Linked DNA regions of Mus musculus: all the other regions are linked to region 6. The links are chromatin contacts, called in public Hi-C, HiChIP or PLAC-seq, Micro-C and promoter capture Hi-C maps. All regions are on one chromosome and are shown on one strand. The core of a region is the stretch at or near the end of the contact, and the rest is flanking DNA. Distances in the headings are between cores, read along the strand shown. Region 1 holds the start of Hoxc5 (homeobox C5). Region 2 holds the start of Fignl2 (fidgetin-like 2). Region 3 holds the start of Hoxc8 (homeobox C8). Region 4 holds the start of Hoxc11 (homeobox C11). Region 5 has its middle 8.6 kb from the start of Gm52200. Region 6 holds the start of Krt18 (keratin 18). Region 7 overlaps Acvr1b (activin A receptor, type 1B).

What was found. Promoter capture Hi-C pulls out the DNA fragments that hold promoters and counts their contacts. Hi-C and Micro-C count contacts between places; a contact is called where the count stands out from the background. HiChIP or PLAC-seq counts read pairs in DNA pulled down with a chosen protein or histone mark.
Region 1: a promoter capture Hi-C map of embryonic stem cells shows a contact between it and region 6. The contact joins the promoter of Hoxc5 here to the promoter of Krt18 in region 6. A contact is called at or near these places in 3 of 39 promoter capture datasets (all in embryonic stem cells) and 2 of 484 Hi-C or Micro-C datasets (both in embryonic stem cells).
Region 2: a contact with region 6 is called in a promoter capture Hi-C map of liver, with 4 times the contacts expected there. The contact joins the promoter of Fignl2 here to the promoter of Krt18 in region 6. A contact is called at or near these places in 6 of 39 promoter capture datasets (3T3-L1-derived adipocytes, embryonic stem cells, hippocampal neurons and 1 more), 2 of 484 Hi-C or Micro-C datasets (both in embryonic stem cells), 1 of 115 datasets of contacts at active chromatin or transcription factors (embryonic stem cells) and 1 of 9 other capture datasets (embryonic stem cells).
Region 3: a contact with region 6 is called in a Micro-C map of embryonic stem cells, with 4 times the contacts expected there. The contact joins the promoter of Hoxc8 here to the promoter of Krt18 in region 6. A contact is called at or near these places in 2 of 39 promoter capture datasets (embryonic stem cells and stem cell-derived epiblast-like cells) and 1 of 484 Hi-C or Micro-C datasets (embryonic stem cells).
Region 4: a Hi-C map of embryonic stem cells shows a contact between it and region 6, with 5 times the contacts expected there. The contact joins the promoter of Hoxc11 here to the promoter of Krt18 in region 6. A contact is called at or near these places in 1 of 39 promoter capture datasets (embryonic stem cells) and 1 of 484 Hi-C or Micro-C datasets (embryonic stem cells).
Region 5: a contact with region 6 is called in an H3K27ac HiChIP or PLAC-seq map of trophoblast stem cells, with 10 read pairs. The contact joins the enhancer-like site here to the promoter of Krt18 in region 6. A contact is called at or near these places in 17 of 39 promoter capture datasets (3T3-L1-derived adipocytes, the C10 cell line, the SN4741 cell line and 9 more), 1 of 484 Hi-C or Micro-C datasets (pancreatic cancer cells), 14 of 115 datasets of contacts at active chromatin or transcription factors (the NIH/3T3 cell line, a colorectal cancer cell line, craniofacial prominence and 9 more) and 1 of 9 other capture datasets (embryonic stem cells).
Region 7: a contact with region 6 is called in a promoter capture Hi-C map of liver, with 5 times the contacts expected there. The contact joins the enhancer-like site here to the promoter of Krt18 in region 6. A contact is called at or near these places in 13 of 39 promoter capture datasets (the 3T3-L1 cell line, 3T3-L1-derived adipocytes, the C10 cell line and 8 more), 1 of 115 datasets of contacts at active chromatin or transcription factors (extraembryonic endoderm stem cells) and 1 of 9 other capture datasets (embryonic stem cells).

What each region holds. Positions count from the first base shown.
Region 1 is chr15:103,012,434-103,015,741 of GRCm38.p6, reverse strand. It overlaps Hoxc5 (homeobox C5), which reads right to left and starts at 1,734. Exons shown (of 2, transcript NM_175730.5): 1 at 1,207-1,734; 2 at 1-514. The coding sequence starts at 1,660. The coding sequence ends at 300. Mir615 (microRNA 615) reads right to left here and starts at 832; the gene lies at 741-832.
Region 2 is chr15:101,052,588-101,055,840 of GRCm38.p6, reverse strand. Fignl2 (fidgetin-like 2) reads left to right here and starts at 1,442. Exons shown (of 1, transcript NM_001214911.2): 1 at 1,442-3,253. The coding sequence starts at 1,442.
Region 3 is chr15:102,988,935-102,992,158 of GRCm38.p6, reverse strand. Hoxc8 (homeobox C8) reads right to left here and starts at 1,620. Exons shown (of 2, transcript NM_010466.2): 1 at 944-1,620. The coding sequence starts at 1,379.
Region 4 is chr15:102,953,068-102,956,009 of GRCm38.p6, reverse strand. Hoxc11 (homeobox C11) reads right to left here and starts at 1,484. Exons shown (of 2, transcript NM_001024842.1): 1 at 803-1,484. The coding sequence starts at 1,484.
Region 5 is chr15:101,325,679-101,328,906 of GRCm38.p6, reverse strand. No RefSeq gene overlaps it. Among named protein-coding and RNA genes, the nearest start is that of Gm52200, 8.6 kb to the right of the region's middle. Within about 2 kb of position 1,371, at least 62 of the 459 cell types and tissues checked have an H3K27ac peak or open chromatin away from gene starts, as enhancers often do. A contact at or near this core is called in a colorectal cancer cell line, pancreatic cancer cells and trophoblast stem cells, where this site is marked.
Region 6 is chr15:102,026,480-102,029,714 of GRCm38.p6, reverse strand. Krt18 (keratin 18) reads right to left here and starts at 1,499. Exons shown (of 7, transcript NM_010664.2): 1 at 1,041-1,499; 2 at 167-249. The coding sequence starts at 1,436.
Region 7 is chr15:101,189,457-101,192,418 of GRCm38.p6, reverse strand. All of the region lies in intron 1 of Acvr1b (activin A receptor, type 1B), which reads right to left. Among named protein-coding and RNA genes, the nearest start is that of Mir6962, 2.9 kb to the left of the region's middle. Within about 2 kb of position 1,443, at least 80 of the 459 cell types and tissues checked have an H3K27ac peak or open chromatin away from gene starts, as enhancers often do. A contact at or near this core is called in liver, where this site is marked.

The sequences.
Region 1 (3,308 bases), core at 485-2,984, 990 kb before region 6:
ACTAGGGCTCGGAGCCGAGAGAGGCAGCCCAGGCTGAGACTTATCCAGTACCCGCCCTACAAGAATGTGCCCCGGGCCTGGGGTGCTCAGCTGAGCTGAGGCAAGACAGGCAGTGCAGGCGGTCCTGCGGAACCCTGGGTCGATGGGGATTCGGAATGCCAAAGAAATGCGCTTTTGTCTGGGAGGCCCGGAGCCAGTGCTCTAGCCTCCGCCTCAAAATCTAGAAGGAGGAAAACCGAAAAGGAAGGGCGCAGGGACCACAGCAGACCGGGGTGCTCTCTGAGGGCTCCCTGCTTCCTCTAAAGAGCTTCTTTGCTCTTCATTTTGGAATCTTTCTTCCACTTCATCCTGCGGTTCTGGAACCAGATCTTGATCTGTCTCTCGTTGAGACACAAGTTGTTGGCAATCTCTATGCGCCTGCGGCGAGTGAGGTAGCGGTTAAAATGGAATTCTTTCTCGAGTTCCAGGGTCTGGTAGCGCGTGTAACTGGTTCGGGACCGCTTGCCATCCGTCTCTGGAACATAAATTCCCCCAAACCAGGGAGGGATGAATAGCGTGCAGCACTCCAACGTCCCACCCTAGTCCCAGGCCCCACCCGTGGTCGGAGGGAGTAGAGGTGAGCGCGGTGGGACAGGCCAGAAGGGCCGCAGGCGGGCAGGCCCGGTCCCGGGAGAAGCGCCTCCGCCTGGGCAGGAAACTTTCCACCGCCGCCTTCACTCTGCGGCCGGAGGGGCTGAGGGGGGATGGGGGGAAGAGGGAGACCCAGGCTCGGACCGAACAATAAGCACCCTCGAGATCCGAGCACCGGGGACCCCCCTCCCGCCCCTCCCGAGTCGCTGGAATCCTCCGGAGCCGCGAGCACTGGCCGAGCCGGCTCCGCAGGGGAGGGAGGGAGGGAGCCGCGGGGGGATCCCCACTCTGGAGCCCCATGCTCCTCACCCTTCAGATCCCTCTATTTTTTTAACTCCCTCCCTCTCCCCCCAAAATTGAATATTGCCTTTTATACACGTTTTGTTCCTATGATCCAATTATGTCGTCGTAAATTTGGGCGCACACAGCCTCTAAGCCTTTTAGTGGACAGTTTTACGAGCCATTGATGCCTGGATCGTAAAATTTATGGCCGCAGGTTTTTTTTCTTTATTTGCCCCGCATGGCCTATAAAACCCAGGCGGACCCGAGCGCGCAAAATGAAGTCCTAAAGTTTACCGTGGCTCATGTGCAGTTTGGTCATCCACGGGTAAATCTGTGGCGGGGCCGGTGGCTGGCTCAGTCCGGCAGGCTGCCCTGTCTGCGCCTGCTCCTCTTTGATCTCCCCACTGCTCTTAGCTCGCTCCTCCAGCGCCGGGCGAGCCGCCTTCTGACTGTACATCCCAGGGTTCAGAGGAGCCGCTTCGTCTCTGCCCAGAGCGTGTCCCGGAGCGGCCGCGGCGCTGCAGGCGGGGCGGTCGGGGTGAGCCCGGGGGTTGGCAGCCATGTCTACCCCGTGGAGAGAGTTGGAAGGCGCAGGCGGTGGGAAAGTGATGCTTAAGTCCAATCCGCCGTAGCAGTACCTGGATGCCTGCACCTCTGAGGCCGATCCATAGTTCCCACAAGTTTGCATGTTATAGGCAGGGATATTGGGGCTCTGCTTATAGAATGAATTGGCTACGTAGGAGCTCATGGCGGGGAGGGCCCAAAAAAAATTTCTGCACCCTTTTTGATTAAGGGTGATTTGTGACTCTTTGAAGTTGAGGGGGTTTTTGTTCTCCAAAGTGCACAATTTATAGGTGGAGATATCTCTTTCTTTATCCTATGCGCTCTTCCCAAATAAGGGAGCCTTAAATAGAGTCACGTGACTGGAGCGGCCACTCATAAATTTGGCTTGATGACCTCCGGGAGGTTAGTGATGGAAGCCGGCGAAACGCATCTTGATATGTTGGCAAAGCCCGGGGGTTGGGGGGGGGGGGATGAAAGAGAAAGAGAAGCAAGGGGGAGGAAAAAAAAATGGTTCTTGGAATTGGGGGGTAGTCGGGACAACGAGCTCACAGCGACACCTGGTGCCGACTCGGAGGAATTTCATCTTGTAGCATCGCTTGGCCTTCTAGCAGTCAGTTTGTGGAGAAGTTGTTGCTTGTTGGACAAACTAACCCATTGAGCTTGTCTTTAAAATTCTGCTTAAAATTGAGAAAGGATGAGGCCTTATTTATGAATTACACCGGTGGTTTTTGAAACGAATAGTGCCAGTTCCCTACCTCCAGAGCCTTCCAAACTTCAATGATGACTGAGAAAGAGAGTTGGGGTAGCTAAAGCCCAGCGTGGAGAGCCAGGAGGACATATCTTGGGTTACCTAAACTAAAGGTCAAGGTCTCTTGCTTGGGAGGATTGAACTCAGTTTTGATAAAGAGAAGCTTGTCTTGTATGCTTGGAAAAATTAACCTCTGGGAGGTAGGCAGGATACCCAAGAGGAGAGAGGGTTCCTGAATGAGCAGAAGCAGCAGACAGGTCCTGAGGCTGAGAGTCCTAGGTACTCTCTGGGATGTGACTGGAGGTGAGGGGCCAGGTGAACTTGGGTAGACTTCACAATGTTAGGAACCCTAACATGTTGCAAGAGGCAACATTCCTATGCATGTAACTAGACACAATGAACTGGAGGGCCCTTCTACAGCTCTGTGTGGTCTTCATGTGGTACCATGAGAATGCCAGATATTTCAGATGACCCCCAAGAGCATAGAGGGGCAAGATTGAAACCTCCACAAATATTATGAGCAAGGCAGAGATAAAAGTCTGCTTTTGTTCTTTTAGAGGTAAGCTCTTAGCCCAGGTTTCAAGATAGAAGGCTCATGGGGAGGTGGGTGGGCAGGCAGGGAGTCGGGCAACCCAGACACAGTCTTTGGCCAGGGTTTCTTCAACCTTTGGGTCCTATCCCCTTTCTTAGTCCCAGACCCTACTCTTTACTGCCCACATTTCCTCAGGAACTGAGGAACTCTCAGTCTCTGCCAGAACTCTCCCCCCAACCCCCGCTGGCCGAGGATCTGGAGGAGGGGGGCGGTGGCAGGGACCTGGAGAGTCTGGAAAACTCAGACCGATTTTTCCCCCTCCGGGAGACCTCCCACCCACACTTCTTCCCCTAGGCCCACTCAGGTTTCTATGCTGAGCCTTGGGGAAAGAAGGCTGGATCTGAAAAAGGGTTAGGGTCCTACTGTGCCCCTCATGCGCCAGGTTTGAGGAGAGAAGAGGCAGGAACCAGATAGGCTGGGCTGTAAGGAAGAAGGACTTTTGTCTGGCGGGTCAGGAGTCTCAGAACAGGCCAGAACTCAGTTTCCAGTCTT
Region 2 (3,253 bases), core at 193-2,692, 970 kb after region 6:
CTTGGGTCAGGTCGGTTCACTGGAGGCAGGTGCCTACATGGTTCTATTTCTTGGGCCCTGTATCTCTTATTGGTTCAGGACTGGTGCCTTGATGGGTGCTAGAGGAGGGTGTAGGACCAGCCTGGGAACATTTACCCTCTTCATGGTCCAGAGGTGGTATCTCACAGATTGGCTCTAGGATCCCCACACCACAAATAGTTTTGCTCCCTTTGAGTAAGGGTGTTTTGTGAAATGAGTCTGACCACAGCTCCCTCTTCATTTGGTGACTGGGGAGCTCAGAACAAAGTAGGGTTCATCTTTAACCCCTCGGGTGATAGAACCCGGGTCCCCGAGCATGAGATGAGGCAGGTACTTTACCAGCCCTGTGATGCACTTGACATGATCTGCATGCTCGTACTATCTCACATACCTCAGCACACCATCTGTTCATCCCAAATAATGTTTGTAAGGTGATAAGAGTCATTTTGGATGGAGCAGGTAGCAGGCAAACAAACAGCATTCGGTCAGGTTCTAGTTTTTTGTTTTAAATTATTTATTATTTATTTAATGTGTATGAGTACACTGTAGCTGTCTTCAGACACACTAGAAAAGGGCACCAGTCCCCATTACAGACAGTTGTGAACCACCATGTGGTTGCTGGGAATTGAACTCAGGACCTCTGGAAGAGCAGTCGGTGCTCTTACCCACTGAGCCATCTCTCCAGCTCCCAGGTTCTAGTTTCTTTAGGCCAGTGGTTCTCAATCTTCCTAATGCTGCAACCTTAAATATAGTTGCTCATGTTATGGTAATTCTCAACCACAAAATTATTTTTGTTGCTACTCCATAACTCTAATTTGGCTACTGTTACGAATCATAATATAAATTTGAGTGGGTTGGGGCGGGGAGGGGTATGACCTGAAGATTGAGCTTTAGCCAAAGGCCGGAAGAAATCAAACCGCAAGGAAATAAGGTTGCTGGGCTAGCCACTGTGGTTTCCAGGGCTGATGGGTACGCTCACATCCCAGGGCCTATGGTGGACCTTTGAATCTCAAGGGAACGCCAAGGTGGACAGAGTAGGATGTCAACCTGTTGGGCCTCATATCCAGCAGCTCTGGACAGGCTGCACTAATCTTTACAAACCTTGATACGCTGCAGTGGCTGGCCCATAGTGAGCGAACAGCAAGTGTCTGCTACGGGTGAGCCTCACATGGTCTGGCCCTTCCCTCGATCTGGTCCATGGAGGGGCATAGCCGGTGTGGTCAGGGTAACTTGCCGGGAGTGAAGGTTTACTATGGCATTTCTGCATTCCTCTTGGAGTACAGCAAACTATTTTAAAAAACTAACTCTAGGTCTAAAGGGTCTCGGGTAGCCTGTCATTGGCTAACCAAGCTGTCAGTGGGTCCCTAGAGCCACTGCAGGAGCTGACCAGCCGCTGTTCTTCTCGCCTGCAGCTCTGTTGAAGATGCACTGGACACCGGAACACGCCCAGCCCCTAAACCAGTGGCCAGAGCAGCACCTGGACGTCTCCTCCACCACTCCGTCGCCGGCTCACAAGTTGGAGTTGCCTCCAGGGGGTCGCCAGCGCTGCCACTACGCTTGGGCACACGACGACATTTCCGCCCTCACAGCCTCCAACCTCCTCAAGCGCTACGCCGAGAAGTACTCCGGAGTCCTGGACTACGAGCGCCCGGGCCTGGGCAGCTACGGTGACGCCGCCTTCCTCAACGGTGCCAAAGGGGACCCGGAGCCCTGGCCCGGGCCAGAGCCACCTTACCCTCTAGCCTCGCTCCACGAAGGCCTCCCGGGAGCCAAGGCGGCTGGCGCGGGTGGCTCCGCCGGCCTCGGGGGCTCCCCGGTAGTAGCTGGCAACCTGACTGAGCCGCTGTACACGGGCAACGCGTGCGGGGGACCGTCGGCGGCCACTGAGTACGCGGCGGGCTACGGAGGCGGGTACCTGGCGTCCGGCTACTGCGCGCAAACGAGCGCCGCGCTCGCCCCGCCGCCCCCGCCCGCGCTGCTGCAGCCAGCGCCGCCGCCCGGCTACGGCCCCTCGGCGCCGCTCTACAACTACCCGGCGGCCGGCTACGCGGCGCAGCCCGGCTACGGGGCGCTCCCGCCGCCCGCCGCGCCGCCCGCGCCCTACTTGCCCTCCGGGCTGGCGGCGCCCACGCCCCTGCCCGCGCCCGCGCCACCCCGGCCCGCGCCCTACGGCTTCCCCGCGGCCGCCGAGGGCGTGTCGCTGAAGCGCAAGGCGGTGGACGAGGGCGCGGAAGCCCGCTACCGCAAGTACGCTTACGAGCCGGCCAAGGCCCCCGCGGCCGACGGCGCCTCCTACCCCGCCGCGGACGACACCGAGTGTCGGGGCAACGGGTTCCGTTCGAAGCCACCCGGGGCGACGGAGGATGGGACCGGCAAGTACGGCGGCGGCGGCCCTCTCAAGGTCCTGGGCTCCCCCGCCTACGCGCCGCAGCTCGAGCCCTTTGACAAGTTCCCGGAGCGGGTCCCGGCCGCCCACGGAGGCTTCGCGGAGCCGTCGGGGGAGCCCGCCAAGGGCGTGGACCCGGGGGCGCTGGAGCTGGTGAGCAGCAAGATGGTAGACTGCGGGCCCCCAGTGCAGTGGGCGGATGTGGCGGGCCAGGGCGCGCTCAAGGCGGCCCTAGAGGAGGAGCTGCTTTGGCCCTTGCTGAGGCCGCCCGCCTGTCCCGGCAGCGCGCTCCCGCCGCGGACCGTGCTGTTCTTCGGGCCCCGCGGCTGCGGTAAGGCGCTGCTGGGGCGCTGCCTCGCCACCCGACTAGGTGCCACGCTGCTGCGCCTGCGCGGAGCCGGCCTGGCGGCCTCGGGCGCCGTCGAGGGCGCGCGCCTCCTGCAGGCGGCCTTTGCTGCTGCGCGCTGCCGCCCGCCCGCTGTGCTGCTCATCAGCGAGCTGGACGCGCTGCTGCCGGCGAGGGACGACGGCGCGTCCCTGCGGGCGCCTCTACTGACCTGCCTGGACGGCAGCTGCGGCGCGCGCGCCGACGGCGTGCTGGTGGTGGGTACCACCTCGCGGCCGGCGGCCCTGGACGAAGCTACCCGCCGGCGGTTCGCGCTGCGCTTCTACGTGGCGCTGCCCGACGGCGCGGCGCGCGGGCAGATCCTGCAGAGGGCGCTGGCTCAGCAGGGCTGTGCGCTGAACGAGCGGGAGCTGGCCGCCCTGGTGCAGGGAACTCAGGGCTTTTCTGGGGGCGAGCTGGGGCAGTTGTGCCAGCAGGCAGCGGCCGAGGCGGGCATCTCTGGA
Region 3 (3,224 bases), core at 371-2,870, 960 kb before region 6:
GCCCCCTCCTTGCCGATCTCTGACTAATGCTTTTCCAATAAGAAAAATAATTGATCTTCTGGAATGTATCACTGCTCTGCCTGATTGCTAACTGGAGACCAAAAATAAATCAAGGGCCATCCCTGCCGGAACTTGTCGTTATCTCTTCCCCCTGTACTTCGAAATTGGGCCATGAAGGGCCACCCTTGGAGGGGCTCATGACCTAAACAGCTTTCCAAGAGACTCCATAGTTCTTGATTGGCGGGTAGCCTGACTCGAGTACCCTGGATCTCAGAGGCCCCTACTTGGTATGACCCCTCTCTCCTTTTGAGCAATCATTTTCCTCTTCTCGGGCTTTCAGTCTTCTCTTCAATTGGAGGAAGTACAGAAAAGTTGGGGTAGTGGCCTTCAGGCTGCTTCTCTGAGGGGAAGAAGTGACAATCCTAGAGAGGCAGAATGCTTGTCCTTGGGAGAGGGGAGGTCTTGCCCCTCTCCCTGACTAGGGGGAGATAGCAAAGGGTCTCCTTTTCACCCAACAGTCTGGTCACTGTCTTGGGATGGCTGGCGTTGGGAAATGTCTTTGGGAAAACTGGCTACCAACCCCAAAGACTGATAACCTCAGTTTACTTAGGGTGTCCTTGCCAGCCATCTCCCCAACTTTGGCTTTACAGATGGGAAGAAGGAGAGACAGAAGGAATAGAGAAAACGATTTTTAACCCTTTGCACCCACAAGTCACCTTTCCCCCACCTTCACCCCAACAAGCACAATGTCTCAGGCACCCCACGCTCCACCCCCAGCCAAGCCTTTCAATCTCCCAGGAACCCACCCAGGCACGGGAGTGGAGTGGGAGAGACCCCCAAAGCCAGGAAGGAAAGCGAGCTAGGGCAGACAAAAAGGAGGCGAGGGAGGGGGGAAGACCCCGGAGCGCGGGAGACCAAGGGGGAAAGAGAAAAGGCTTCTCACCGTGGGGTCTCATCCATGGAAACATGAGGCTGGGAGACGAGTTCTGATTTAAGTGGCCTTGTCCTTCGCTACTGTTAGTGTTGGCGGAGGATTTACAGTCGGGATATTGCACCACGCTCGCCTCTTGCTGAGCCCCATAAAGGGACTGTCTGGGGAGCGCCTCGTAGCCATAGAATTTGGAGGCGTCTCCGTGGCAGCTCAGCGAGCATGGGTTCTGCTGGTAGCCCGAGTTGGAGATGCCGGAGGTGCCGTGGTGGAAGAAGTCTTGGACGTGGTGCGAGGCGTGCTGGAAACCGGGCGCGGAGCCGCCGGGCCCGTACACCAGCGCATGGCTTCTGCCCACGCTCTGAGGGAACCGGCAGTCGTAATAGGCCGGTTCCAGGGACTCGCCGCCTTTGTATTTGGAAAACAGGGGGTTGACGAAGTAGGAGCTCATGCTGGGTACATGAAAACCCGCGGCCCCCTCCCCTTGGATCACGCTCCCCCGCCGGGTATCCCCGAAACTCCCCTCCCCCCGGGACCGAACCCCAAGCTGGCCGGCTCCCCCGGGCTGGACTGCTGGGCTGGGGGCTGGGCAGGTGGGGGCGCGGTGCCGGCTGCGGGCTCGGGCGGCTGCAGCTCTCTGCTCACTGTCGGTAGGTAGAGCGCGCGCTCTCACTTAGCTCTTTCCTCTAACAGCCCAGGCGAATTCCTCAGACTCCCGGCGGTGGCGGCGCTTACACGCGATTCGCGTTCATCAATCCACGACATGAAGACAGGCGAGCGAGCGAGCGAGCGAGCGAGCAAGAGAGAGAGAGAGAGAGAGAGAGAGAGAGAGAGAGAGGGAGAGGGAGAGGGAGAGAGAGAGAGAGAGAGAGAGAGAGAGAGAGAGAGAGAGACTGGGGGAGAGGGGGTTCAGGGCTGGGGGGGGGGACCTGGAGGAGAGGGAGGGAGGAGAGGCGAGGAATGGGGGTGTGGTGTGTGTAGGGGGTGGTGAGCCAGCCCTAGCTAATGGACAAGGCCAGCTTTTCCAAGGTGTGCACTCTAGTTTGAAGGTGTTCCCCCTTTTCTTTCCTTTTTGAGAGATACCTGAGCCATCAGGTCAACTCAGGTTACCTCAACAGGTAGAGGACCCCCAGGAGGTGAGAGTTAGTAAGTCAGGGCTGAGCCTGCAATCCAAAAGATGAGTTCTCTGAGGTTCCTTAAGTCTGAGGACTCTGAGAAGCCCAGCATGGTGATCATGTACCCCAAACCCTTCAGCCTGCACAATCTCCAGCCTCTGGTCTCTCTTCAAGGTCTGGAGCTGCTCTGTCATTTTTATATCCTGGGGACTCTTGTCTCTTGACTGCTCTTGGGGGGCACTCTATATGCCTCAGCATGACCTATAGAAAGCAACCTCTCCAAGGAGTAGGGAACCCCAATAGGCTTGGCTGGGAGAACCTGAGAGCAAAGCTGTTTATGGGGACTCAAAGGAATAGTTTGTGTGCCCAGGTTTCTGTCTAGCCCAACTCAAGAGATTTCATTTTTGGAGATTACAGCTGGACTGAAGGGTGCAAAAGAGTAGACCTCTTACTGGTTCTCATAAACCACCATCCCTTAGGAAATGCCAGCTCAACCTAGAGGGGCCCTCAGGATTCCCTGCACACACAAGCCCTTCTCCAGGCAGGCTGCCCAGGCCAGGATGTGGAAGGGAACTGTCAACAGACACTCTTTAAATATTTACCCACACTTTCTGGGCGGGGGCAGCATCCCCATGCCCAAGACTGGACAAATTCAAGTTAATTCTAATGGAAAAAAAATAACCAACACCCTTCTCTGGCCATGGTGTTTGCAGTTATGTGGGCTTAATTCAGAGAGAAAAGAGAAGAAAGCATAAGAACAATGTGTGCGTGTGGGCTATTGTGCTCATGAAGATGAATAAGAATGATTTTTCCCCCTGTCTTCTTCCTCTACAGTATGTGAGGCCACCTTGGAGCACACTCCAAACACACACACACACACACACACACACACACACACACACACACACTGTATGTACTGTATGTATGTATGTATGTCTCTTTATCCCGGGATAAAGAGACACACCAAGTGCTAGTTCATTTTACACTACCCATACTCATTTCTGGAAGTGGCCACTCTGACTTACAGACCTGTACATACATATGCACACCAGGCACATTCACATAGTGCTTGATAAACATATACATTTGTAGGTTTTTGTATCAAGAAAAAAAATCCATCTGATCTGCCCACACCCCACATCCTGAGGTTTGCAGGTTAGGCAAGGAAGGACTTGGTTAGA
Region 4 (2,942 bases), core at 235-2,734, 930 kb before region 6:
CCCGTAGAGGTAGCAGGACACCTACGAGCCTCCTGTGGTGCCCTGGCGCCCTGGGACACCCAGCCGCTTGCCTGCCCCAGGCTTGCGTACAGTCAGGCTGGGCCTACCCAGAGAGAGGCCTCGGACCCTGGAGAGCCACCGCTACCTTCCCCTGCAGAGCAAGGGAATCTCTGATTCTTTCCCCACTCTCCTGCCACCGCCAAACCCCGGCTTGCCCCGGTTTCTTCTCAAAGACCCGCGAACACGTAATTTGAACATTTTTAAAAGTCGTTTTAAAAAGAAGAGGAGCGGCCTTGGAGAGCTTCCCTGGACTCCAGTTCTGCCGCGTCGCTTCTGTTCCTTACCTCTCCCCTTCTCTGGATTTCTCCCAGTCTGTCCCTCGCCCTCCCCTTTCCCCCTCCACCCCTCCCCTCCCTCCCAACCCCCCAGCAGTCCGACTCCCCATCCTTTCTTAAACGCTCCTCTAAGTTCACGATCAAAGTTAATATCGCCCGCAATGGTGGCACTTTTAAAAATTTCACAGACCGAGGGAGATAACGGAGGAGGGGGGCTCACCCGGCTTTTCCAAAGAGCCCCTTTCCCTCCCTCCCCACCCCTTCTCCATCGTAAAAAGTCGAGTCGTTGGGAGAGAGGGCTTTGTAGGTTATAATAAAATCCTTTGAATGCTTATAAAACTCCACATAAAATCAGACTGACCCAAAACACGAGGCTGTCCGCGCTCCCCTGCCCCCCCCCACTACTCCAGCCCTCCCTCTCCGCTCCCTCCCTCGCTGCCCTCGGGTTCCCGGCCGCTGCTACCTACTGGGGGCGGCTCCCTTGGCCGGCTCCTTGGTCGCCGAGTGGGAAGAACCGGACGAGCTGGGATTCGTGTTCTCCTCCTCGGCCTCGGCCTCAGCACCGGCCTCTGCCCGGGACGCAAGTCCCGAGGCGGGGGGCGCCTCAGGCTCCCCCTTGGCCTCGCCCTTGCCGGAGCAGGGGGGCTCGGCGGGCGCATCTCCCCCACCGCAGTAGGCGTTGTCGAAGAAGCGGTCGAAAGCTTGGGGCAAGACGCTGTTCTTGTTGACTGAGGAGTAGAAGCCGGCGGGGGCCGCGTGCGGGGCGCTGGGGTGGTGGTGGCCGCCGTAGGAGCCTTCATTTTTCATGAGGATCTCAGTGACTGTGGAAGGAGGCAGGCACTCCCGGTGCATAAGCTCGTCGGCCGCCGCATAACAAGACGAGTAGCTGTTCCGATGGTGCCACTTCCCGGACGGTTCCAGGCCGTAGGAGACCTCCCGGACCGGGGGCACTTGGGCTGAGTAGGGATAAGAAATCTGACGAGAGGGAGCCTGGGGTAGGAAGGAAGAGACGGTGGAGAACTCAGGCACGTAGTAAGTGCAACTGGGCAGATAGAGGTTGGAGGTGCAGCTCCCTCGTTCGCCGAAGTCAGCGCCCCTCTCCTTGCGCGAAGGCGAGCAGAAGTTGCCCAGGTTGACCGAGTTAAACATCGTTCTCTTCTCCTGCCTCCTCCGGCTGGAGGTTTTGGACCCGATCTAGCGAGGGGGGAAATTTTGGGAAGGCGAGATGACGCGTTATCCGTCTTAGTCTCTCTCCCCGAGCACGTGATCCAAAGTAGATATTGTCATATATCAGTTCGGAGCACTTCGCAGACGTAGGAGGGGTTCTCTCTTAGGTAAGATCGGGGACGTTCAGGCGATTGGTTTGCAAACACCGCAGAAACATTATGAAAATCAATTGCAGATTTGTATTCGTTTTTCTCTCGTCACTCCCCTCCTCTCCATTCCACAGAGCGAGAAAAGGAGGAGAGAGAGAGAGGGTTGGGGTGGGGTGGGCGGTGGGATGGGCGGGGGCGGTGGCTGGGAGGGGGTAATTGTATTTTTTTTTAACTGCTGTTCTTTTCCCCCCTAGGATTGGGGGAAGGAGAAGGGTTTTCCGTTTCGGGGTCTTGGTCCCCTCCTTATGACAAGCTGGGGGGCGGGGGGTAAAAGAAAGGGTCTTTTCCTGCCTGATTTCCCCGGAAATATTGGATGCTTCCCAACAAGTTTCAGGGACTCTTAACCCTCTACCTGAAGAATCAGAGCTTGTTCATAAGAAGTCCTTTATATTACTTTCCTGACCAGAATAAGGTGCGCTCCCTTATAGGACAGGCTCCCAGGAAGAGTATCTGAAGTTTCCCAAAGGTGAGGCAGCCCAGCTATGAGCCAGTGTCCCAACTTTGTCTAGCTTGCTGTGCTGCCGCTGGCTAGGGACTCCTATTAGTCATAAACCAGTGGTGAGCAGTGCGCCAGCCGCCCAGCCGGTGCCTGGCGAAGTCTGGGAAAAACCTTCTCTAATGTTGTGTTAAATATTTAGTATGAGAGAGTGGCCCTGGGTGAATATTTCATGCCTGCCTTTATTGTCAATCAATGTGCAGAAAGCTACATTCACTGTGGATTTTAAAATCCCAAACCCCAAAGAAAAAGATTTAGAGTGAGAGTCATCTATCTTCTCTATCTGGGGCCCTTCGGGTTGGGAGCTCAGCTTCAGCTAATAGGCTGAAAAGAAGGCTGGCAATAAGGTCCAGGCAGGATGTATGCTAAGGGAACTACATTTGGAGAGGTTTTTTTTTTTTTAATGATTTGGGGAGCTTAGGTGGGTAGAGGTGTCTATCTCTAATACCAATCAAAAAGTAGGCAGGGTAGGGCCTGAAGTCCCCAGCCTCTTTCACTCCTATTTCTTCTCTACATCTCAGTCCAACCCTGCCCTTCTCCAAGTCTATAAACCCTCCTTGCTGGACCGCTGTGTCCATAGGGGAATACTCAATGACTCCTTAAACCTCCAGTCCCTTTGGCTATTACAACATACATCTGGGCATCTGAATATAACTTTATGGAAATGTTCTGGGCTGGATCCATGGTGCCCAAACAACTGGCACAAACAGAAAGCAGCAGTAACCTTGGTCCTAA
Region 5 (3,228 bases), core at 122-2,621, 700 kb after region 6:
GAGTCACAGCCACTTGTGGGCAGTGGGAACCAGGGGAGACAGGAGATTGGGGACAGGTAAGGCCAGGTCCCAGGCCAGGGTGTCCCAAGTAGAGATGCAGATTCTCATAGATTCTCCAGTTCAGTTCAGTTCAGTTCAGTTCAGTTCAGTTCAGTTCAGTGAAGAGGTTCTTCCTCCTAGGAAACCCGCCCTGCTCTCCAGCAGCCATCATGGCCCAGGTCCCTGCCCTTCTTGCCCCCACCGTCCAACCTCAACTCACCCCATGTTCATCAGAGGGATGATTCTCCCTGTCACAATGTGGGTCTTTCAAAAGCCTGGGTTAATAGCACAACCCTCCAAACACTTCCGCCTTCAGCCTGCAGTCCTCATCACGGAGTGACCCTCAACCCACCACAGCAACCAAGAATCCACTGTCTGCCAGCCACACCCAGCCCAACCCAGCAGGACCCCATGATGTACAAAATGGTGCCCAGGCACAGTGAAAGCCATCTTTCCTTCCAGGCCAGCCCCATACTCCTCCAGCCCATGTTAGGCCTCCCTATAGCCCTAAGGCAGGCTCCAGGTTCCAGCTCCAAAGGCCCTCTTCCCTCTCACCCAGACTCCCAGCAACAGCTTTGGTATTCTTCACACCTGGGCACTCTTTACACCTGCACACACTTCACACCTGCACACATACTTCACACCTGGGCATTCTTCACACCTGGGCACTCTTTATACCTGGGCACTCTTTACACCTGCACACTCTTCACACCTGGATACACACTTCATACCTGCGCACTCTTCACACTTGGGCACTCTTCACACCTGCAGCACTTCACACCTGTGCACTCTTCACACCTGCACATACTTCATACCTGGGCATTCTTCACCCCTGGGTACACACTTCACACCTGCACACTATTTTCACACCTGCACCTCTGAGCAATAGGTTCTCCAGCCCAGCTCTCTCCACCTGACATCCCCTGCCACCCTGACTCCGAACTAGATCCCCACCCCACACCCCTGCATGTCCAGCACATCCCATGATGGTCCTGTGGCAGGAGTATGTATGGTTGCTTGAATCTCACTTATAAGAAGAGTGACATAAGACTCCAAAGCTGTCCTTGAGTGAAAATGTGGAAGGGAGTGGGGGTGGACAGGGCCAGACTCAGTCTTTTACCTGAGTCCTTACAACACAACTGTGGGGACCCTAGGCCTGAGAGAGTCAGAGGAACCAGGACATTTACAACTGACACCATCACTGACTGCCCTTCTCCTCATGTACACACACACACACACACACACACACACACACACACACACACCTTTTAAACCATGTGTGTATAACCCAGCTCTCCCAGGCCTGCAGCTTCCTCACACCACACCCAGACCTGCTGGGCAGGCTCAACAGCCTCTCTTGTCCACCTCCCGCAGAAAAGCTGCCGCAGCCCTGCCCCCACTGGGAAACAGCAAGTTCCACGGAGCAGGAGCGCCCTCCAGTGGACAACATAGGACTAGACCTCCTTAGGCTCTTGGGACCGAACCAGAGCTGGTGAAGAAAGCCACCAGGCAGTTGGCAAGGGTGAGTGAACTAGGAAACAGAGGCAAGCGGTGCTGCAGCTTGAGTCTTCCTTCAACTCAGTGATGGTTGGACTGGAGCTCGAAAAGTAGGCAGAGTAGTGCCCTGAAGCTGATGAGTGAGATTGTGACGTGGGCCTGGGCTGAAAGGTGAGGGAACCAACGGAAGGGTTCCCTTCCTGTCAATGAGTTTGTACAGGAGGACCCACCCGTGGAGTCCCTGTAGCAGGCAGAAGTAGGGCTTAACCAAACCTCTCTATATAGCCCCATTACTCCACCCTCCTCTCTAAACAGCTTTCTGGGGGAGCTGCCGGTAGCCCTATGAGCCACTCGAGAGGGGCACCAGTGTGCATACACAAGAGAAACCGACGAACTTGCCAAACAGGCCAAAGCAGTCCTCCAGGTGAGGTCGTCAGGAACCCACAGAATCTTCTCCCACCTATGAAACATACATGGCTTAGATCAAAAACCCTAAAGTAAGTTGAGCAATGGCCCCAGAAAAATCTACCTGGGAGGATGACTTCATCTGGAGTATGCAAGTGAGATCCCCTCTAGTTCCCAAGTGAACCCTAAATCTAATGACAGGTATCCTTGTGAGAAACTGACAAGAAGAATACACCGGCACGTGGTGAGCTCAGAGCAAATCTACGAGGACTGCGGAATCCTCCAAGCTGCTAAAAGCCAGCAGAAGGAGGCAGAAGAAGGGTCTGCCCTGGAGCCTTCACCAGGGCCACAGCCCTGCAGACCCCTTGATATAAACATGGACTTACAGACCTGTGAGGTAATCGATTTCTGGTGTTTTAAGCCACCAAGTTGGTGAATCCTTAGGACAGAAAATTAAGACACTCGTGAAAATTAAGTATCTCTGCAAGAAGGGGCCGTGACTATGGACTTAGAGCCCCTAAGGGGAAGGGGCGTGACTATGGGTTTAGACCGCCCCCCAAGGGGAAGGGGCGTGGCTATGGGATAGCCCTCCTAGGAGGAAGGGCATGACTATTGATTTAGCCCTCCCAGGGGGAAGGGGCGTGACTATGGGTTTAGACTGCCCCCCAAGGAGAAGGGGCGTAACTCTGGGCTTAGACTCACCCCCAGGGAAGGGGCGTGGCTATGGGATAGCCCTCCCAGGAGGAAGGGCATGACTATGGCTTTAACCTCCCAGGGGGAAAGGGCGGTGACTATTGACTTAGCCCTCCCAGGGGGAAGGGGCATGGCTATGGGCTTAGCCCTCCCAAGAGAACCATGAGGGCATCTCCATGAGGTTCAGGTCTAGGATTTAGCTCAGCAAAGTGGGGTAAGGGAAGATCAGGAATTCATGGTCATCCTGGCCCTCAGCCAGCTCCCGGCCCACTTACCTACAGGAAACCGTCTCAAAGGCCCCACCGCACCACGCCTTCAAAAGTTGAACACTTCCACACTTGCTCACCTGGCAAGCACCTATTGACAATATCATGTAATTGGGCACCTTCATTCTGCAGATGTCCTGAGATTTAACAGTCCTGGGGACTGTTCTAGTAACATTCCTATTGCTGGGGCTAAGACACCATGACCAGGTCAGCTTATCAAGTGTTCATTTGGGCTCACAGTCCCTGAGGGTTAGAGCACATGGCCCTTGTGGTAGGGAACATGGCAGCAGGCAAGCAGAAATGTATTTGCATAGCCGCTGAGAGCTTA
Region 6 (3,235 bases), core at 250-2,749:
GATTCTTGGCCTTGGAGCGTTTGCTTAAACTGGGCTGCACAGATGAAGAGCTAACTCAGTAGTCAATGAACCCTAACCTGAATAAACTTCGGAAAGGAAGGAACCCTACTCTAATACAGTTCTGGGAGTAGGCCATTCTTAGCTCCAGCTGCAGCCCCGGACTTACTTGACTCTAAAGTCATCGGCGGCAAGGCGGGCATTGTCGATCTGCAAGACGATGCGGGCATTGTCCACAGAATTCGCAAAGATCTGGGTGGATTAAAGTGGAGAGAGTCGCTTTGAGAGTTCCGGGTCACATGAGGGTGTGTGTGTGTGTGTGTGTGTGTGTGTGTGTGTGGAGAAGTGGGGGATGAGAAAACACGTCTTGTGTTTCAGTGAATCCATCCCAGTCCCAGGAACAGTCAGAGGCGTGTATTTCTGTCTTCCCTTCCCACCTGAGCCTCCTCTCCCTTCCTGGATTCCTTGCCCCTCTGCCAGGGCCTGCACTATCTGGATTGCTTACAAAAGAGCAGCTTCCAACAAGATTTCTCTGATCCTCTCCTGGCATCTTCTCCAGGTGCACCTGCTAACCCCCCCCCCCCCCCCCGTCCTGGGACGCGCCCCCCCCCCCCACTTGTCCCGCTGGCCCCTCCTACAGGTAAGCTCCTGTTTACTCCTAGATGACTCAGCCTTAGCCACATCCGCTTAACCCTCTAACTGTTCCTACTGGAAAAGAAGTGAGTGTCTGAGTTCATTTTATGATTCCCCCACACACACCTTTTTATTTTATTTTTTTTCCAATCCTGTTCTCTTCCCACTACACTGCTTGGGGGAAGCCGGCTCGCGTGTGTAACCACTACGCTTGGAATTCCTACAGGTTGTGGGTGAGAGTCCAGAGTATTCCTAACTCCGTCCCATAGAGTGTGTGTGGGGGGATGTGGTGAATGTGGAAAGAGTGGAGGGAGTCAACAGCCCACACTCTATTCAAGTTTGGGGGTGTGGGCACACTGGATAGACAGAACAGCCCGGAGCTACTGCCCCTCCCCCCTTAGGCCCCTTACCTGAGCCCTCAGGTCTTCGATGATCTTGAAGTAGTGGCCCCAGTCTCTGACGCCCTGGGGCCCCTTCTTCTCCAGATGTTCCCGGATTTTGCTCTCCAGTCTCCTGTTCTCAGTTTCCAGGCTCTTCACCTTGTCTAGGTAGCTGGCCAGGCGATCGTTCAGGTCTTGCATGGTCTCCTTCTCGGTCTGGATTCCACCCATTCCCGCCAGGCCTGCGGACCCCACAGAGCCACCCCAGACAGAGCGGGACACGGATATCCGGGACCCGGAGCCCCCAGCACCTGCATAGACGCTGGCTGCGCTGCTGGCAGGCCGGACCCGCTGGCTGGGAGTTCGCACAGAGCCCAGGGACCGGTAGTTGGTGGAGAAGGTGGTGGAGCGAGTTGTGAAGCTCATCTTGTCTGGAGAGGAGAGCGAAGCGAGAGACCAGAACAGGAGTTCCGCCGCGGAGGGTGGCAGTCCTCGACCTGTTGTTATATCGCCGCGGGAGGAGGTAGGGACCTCCCCCAGCAGGCCACGCCCCAGCCACCGGAGCCGGGGGCGCCAGGATCGGGATTCCTGTGACCTAACAGGTCGCAGCCCTTCTCCACTTCTGCACACGCCCTCAGCATACCTGCCATCCTCACCGACACAGGGAGTGGATAACTAAGGGGTGCACAAAGGATAGCAGGTGGTGTTAGCCCCTGAGTGTCTGTTTTCAGGGCAAAAAATGGCGTTTTAAATATCCGTTTATTCCGGGCGTGGTGGCGCACGCCTTTATCCCAGCACTTGGGAGGCAGAGGCAGGCGAATTTCTGAGTTCGAGGCCAGCCTGGGCTACAGAGTGAGTTCCAGGACAGCCAGGGCTACACAGAGAAACCTTATCTCGAAAACAAACAAACAAACAAACAAACAAACAAACTCCATTTACACAGACAGAAGAGGGGTTCACTAGGGTGAAGATTTTGTGGCATGTCGCCAGCTTAAGTCTGGGGGCAGTCCTAGAACCCCAGGAATCCTGGGGAAAGAAAATTGGGAGCTCAAAAAGAAGAGAAACACGAACCTGAGGGCAGGTCTCTTGGTTTTTCTGCTCCGGCCCCATGGTTCCAAGACACTGCTGTGGCTCCATAGGGAACCGTGGAAATACATATCCTCAAACGCGTGGGTACACATGTCCTCATTCAACTCATTCCCTGGAGGCTTTATCGGGGCCTTTGTGATTATGTAGAAGAGGTATCCCTATGTCTGGACACCTACCATTTACCTCCTCCTCCTCCTCCTCCTCCTCCTTCTTTTTTGAGACAGGGTCTCATGTAGCTCGGGCTGGTCTTGAACTTTCCATGTAGCTGAGGATGGCCTTCAACTCCTGATCTTCCCGTCCCACTTTTGAAGTGCTGGGATCCCAGGCATGAGACTCCATCACTTTCAGGTTACAGGGTGCTGAGGACCAAACCCAAGGCCTCATACTCCTCAGGCAGACCACTTTACCAGCTGAGAACACAGCCAACCCAAGAGCACATAGATTTAACCAGTATTTGCTAGACACCTTCTAGTAGCTATGGGAACAGCAAGGAAGAGAGAACCACTGTCCTTCCTGTAGATTATACTGTGTCTGGACAGGTTGGGGTCTGAGTCCATAGACCAGATATGTAGAAACAGCTAAGTTTGAACCAGATTGCCTGCCTCTCCATCCCCCACCTCAACCTCTGCCACCCCCTTGCATCTGTCCCCTTCTCCTGCTCCCCGGGCCTTTTCTTCGGTCCTTCCTGGTCAATTTTTATAATGCTTTCTGGCTTTCCAGCTTGTTTTCTGGGGGAAAGAGCCCCTCTGCACCCCCGCACCCCCTCCTCGCCAGCTGGATGACCACTCCTGCTGAATGAGGAGGGAGAAACCCTGAGGTTGGAATCGGTCAGCACCAGGAGCCCGTTTTTCCGGCAGGACTTGGTGTTTGCTATACCTGTGGCCATGCTCTTTGCTCTGGAGTGGACCTATTGATCCTTATCGAGCGAGCGGCCAGCTGAACTGACTGTGTGAGTGCGAGCACACAGAAAAGTAAAATCAGAAGAGCAAGGGGGAGGGGGAGGGGCTACGAAGAACCTAGGTCAGCAGATCAGACTAGAGGGAAGCAAACACAGGGCTGATGCATGCTGGGTGTGATGGATTGTTCGAAGCCTGCCTCCTTCTGGACCGGAAAACCTCAGCGACTCCGTGGGACTT
Region 7 (2,962 bases), core at 194-2,693, 840 kb after region 6:
CGAGCAGATCGGTCATGAAAGCAATTTCCACAGGAAGCTCCCCTGGAACTCACTCTACTCTTCTAGCTCCACGACTAAAAAAGCCTCAGATCTTCCTCCCAAACTTGTGGGTGAAATTTCTCGCTCGGTCTGTTTTTGTTTGTTTTCCTATTGGTTACTGTATTTGAGACAGTTTTCACTAAGTAACCAGCTGGCCTTGAACTCTCCACCCCCTAGCCTCCACAGTGCTGGGATCACAGGCCTGGGCTACTAAGCCAGGCTCTGTCTTACTCCTCTTAAGAACTTAAAATTTATTCAAGCCTCAGAAAACTTGGCAAGACCCCCTTTTCTTCCTTTGGAGTCCTGCTAATCCAAGAAGGCGCCTTTGACAAGTCCCTTTGTGTCCCTTAGGGGTTCCCCACAGGGAGCACCTCTCAGCACCGTGTTGTGACGTCCAGCAAAGACAACAGCATTGGGTCTATTTTGGGAAGCAAGAAAGGGAAAATTAACAACTTCAAGAGATGACTATTCTGAGCCGAGTGAGACACACGGCCTTTTCAAAAGCAGTCACCTCAGAGTCCATCAATTAGTGGGGCAGAGGAGACGGGAGTCTCTGGTTCCCGATAGCTGTTCCCCCTTCGGTGATGCTGGCCTCGCTCACAGTGATTCATTCTGGAGAATGACCACGCCCACACATGGCTCATTATTTTTGGGAAGTACTTAAGCAGGCCTGGTGTAAGGCAGGAAAGAACAGAAGTGGTGAAATCTATGCTGAAGGGCCCAGGATCAGCTGGGAAGTGGGCCATGTGGGCCTGCAATAAGGAGCGGGCCAAGCAGGCAGGCAAGTCCCTGAGCCTATCTAGGTCTCCACTATCCAACCAGCAAACACCGTTTATCTTACAGAGACAAGAGGGAAGTTAGCCAAGCGCCTGCCAAGTGCTGTGGCTACCCTGAGCAAGGCTCACCCCACTCTCACTGTGTTCACCTTTGCTTTTTACAGATGAGCGGCAAGCCCAAGCAGACACACTGTGAAGATAACCATCGCCATACCCGCACCCTGGAAGGATCTGAATCTACCATAGCAGGAGGGACAGTGGGCATCACAGAGCAACAGGTCACAGAGACCTGAACCTCAAGTGCTAGTTCCAATACTAGCCACATGACCTGGAGCACACAGTTACCCTAACTGTGACAGTCTCTTTTGGGCTGAAGCTGTGAAGGACTGTTAATAAGGCTCACACAACATATAAACATTATATATAGTAATATACTTTACATATGAACCTCCCTTTTAATGTAAAAATTGAAAGAAAACAACCCCAACAAGGAAAATATTTCTTAACAATGACTAGGAAGAGGTGAGCCACAGTCTCAGAGGAAATTGCTAGCTCGCTGCATGGTTGTGGGACTGTGTGGCTTCAGGAAGTCATTGACTATCTCTGCACTTCATTTTCCTCCTGATCAACCGGAAAAAGGAAGTGAAGAAGATGACATCACGTTCTCGCTAGCTACAAGCTCTCTTCCCTCTGGTCTAGGTCCAGAGCACTTGTCTCAGTCAGTCTGCTGTGTCCTTTAAAGACACGTGCACTCACCACTCATCTGCTAATACTCTTCACTGAAACAGAAGAAGCAATAATAAAATTATAAGCATATGCTGAACTTACTATAAATTCATATCCTAAATTTAATTCTTTCTGAAAAGCTAAATCCGGGCTAATGACAACAGCCTCTTGTCATGTTTCATCATGACTCATCAGGTCAAAAGTCTGCACACATGTGCACAGCCACAGGGCCACCTCACACACGTGTACTGCCACTGGGTCACCTGCACACATGTGTACTGCCACAGGGCCACCTCACACACGTGTACTGCCACTGGGTCACCTGCACACATGTGTACTGCCACAGGGTCACCTGCACACATGTGTACTGCCACAGGGTCACCTGCACGTGTGTACAACAACACAGTCACCTAAAACACTCCCTACTCTATCAGCAAGCACGAGCAGTGACTACCACAGAGGCACCAACTCACTGTGTGAACAAGTCAGCAGATGAGAGGCCTGTCTCACACATGCAAGGCCCTGGGCTCGGTCCCCGGCATTTTGAAATATATAAAAATAAATCAAATGGCCAATCAAATGGGGGGGGGTGTCAGAACACGAGCCCTCTCTCCACAGCACAGACTCTGTTATTGATGAGTCTAATTAGTCAGAACTGAACTTGAGACAAAACCACCTCGACAGGACTACAGCATGGGTCAAAGTCTGTCTGACTAGAAGGTGGTTTGTGGTAGGATGTGAATGCAAATCTGATTCAGAAAAAGGTTGTTTTGAGAAAAGCCAAGTCCCAGGATGAGCTGACTCTGGCTTCTGTGTGCTGTACACACAGTCTCCTGTGTCAGGAGGACACAGAGGCTCAGGCTGCGCTCAGCTGGGAAGTCTCAGGAACCACTACAGAGCCTTAGACTCACAGTGCCACAAGATATCGCAGGGGATACCCAAAACCTCAGAAAGTTAGGAGCACGCTACACAGCAGCCTGTTCTGTCCAAGAATTGGTTATGAACACAACCAGTTCTCTAGCTCTGAAAGCTAGAGCGACCATGGTCCTTAGTTTATTCATTACTCCTTAGGGACACTGGACAGTCTATCAGGACAGTGCATGCGGGGGTTTGTGCAGCCCCCACGCTGCAGTTTCTAACCCCACTATACACCGTGTGAGCAACAGCAGCCTACAGCATCAGGGCCCACCACTTCTTCCCTGGCCCTCGCCCAACCTCCCTACAGCTTTTTGGTGTTTGTTACGGGCACCTCTCAGGGTTGTATCTGATGGGTGTGCTTTTCTGACAGGCTGATATTTTCAGAATCCAGGGCCTCAGGCGAGCTAGGTAAGAGTTTCACTACTAAGCCATTTAAGTAAGTTCACTAGGGATAACACAAAGACATGAAGCTGGCTTTCTCAGATGCTGTGATGCTCAACTGA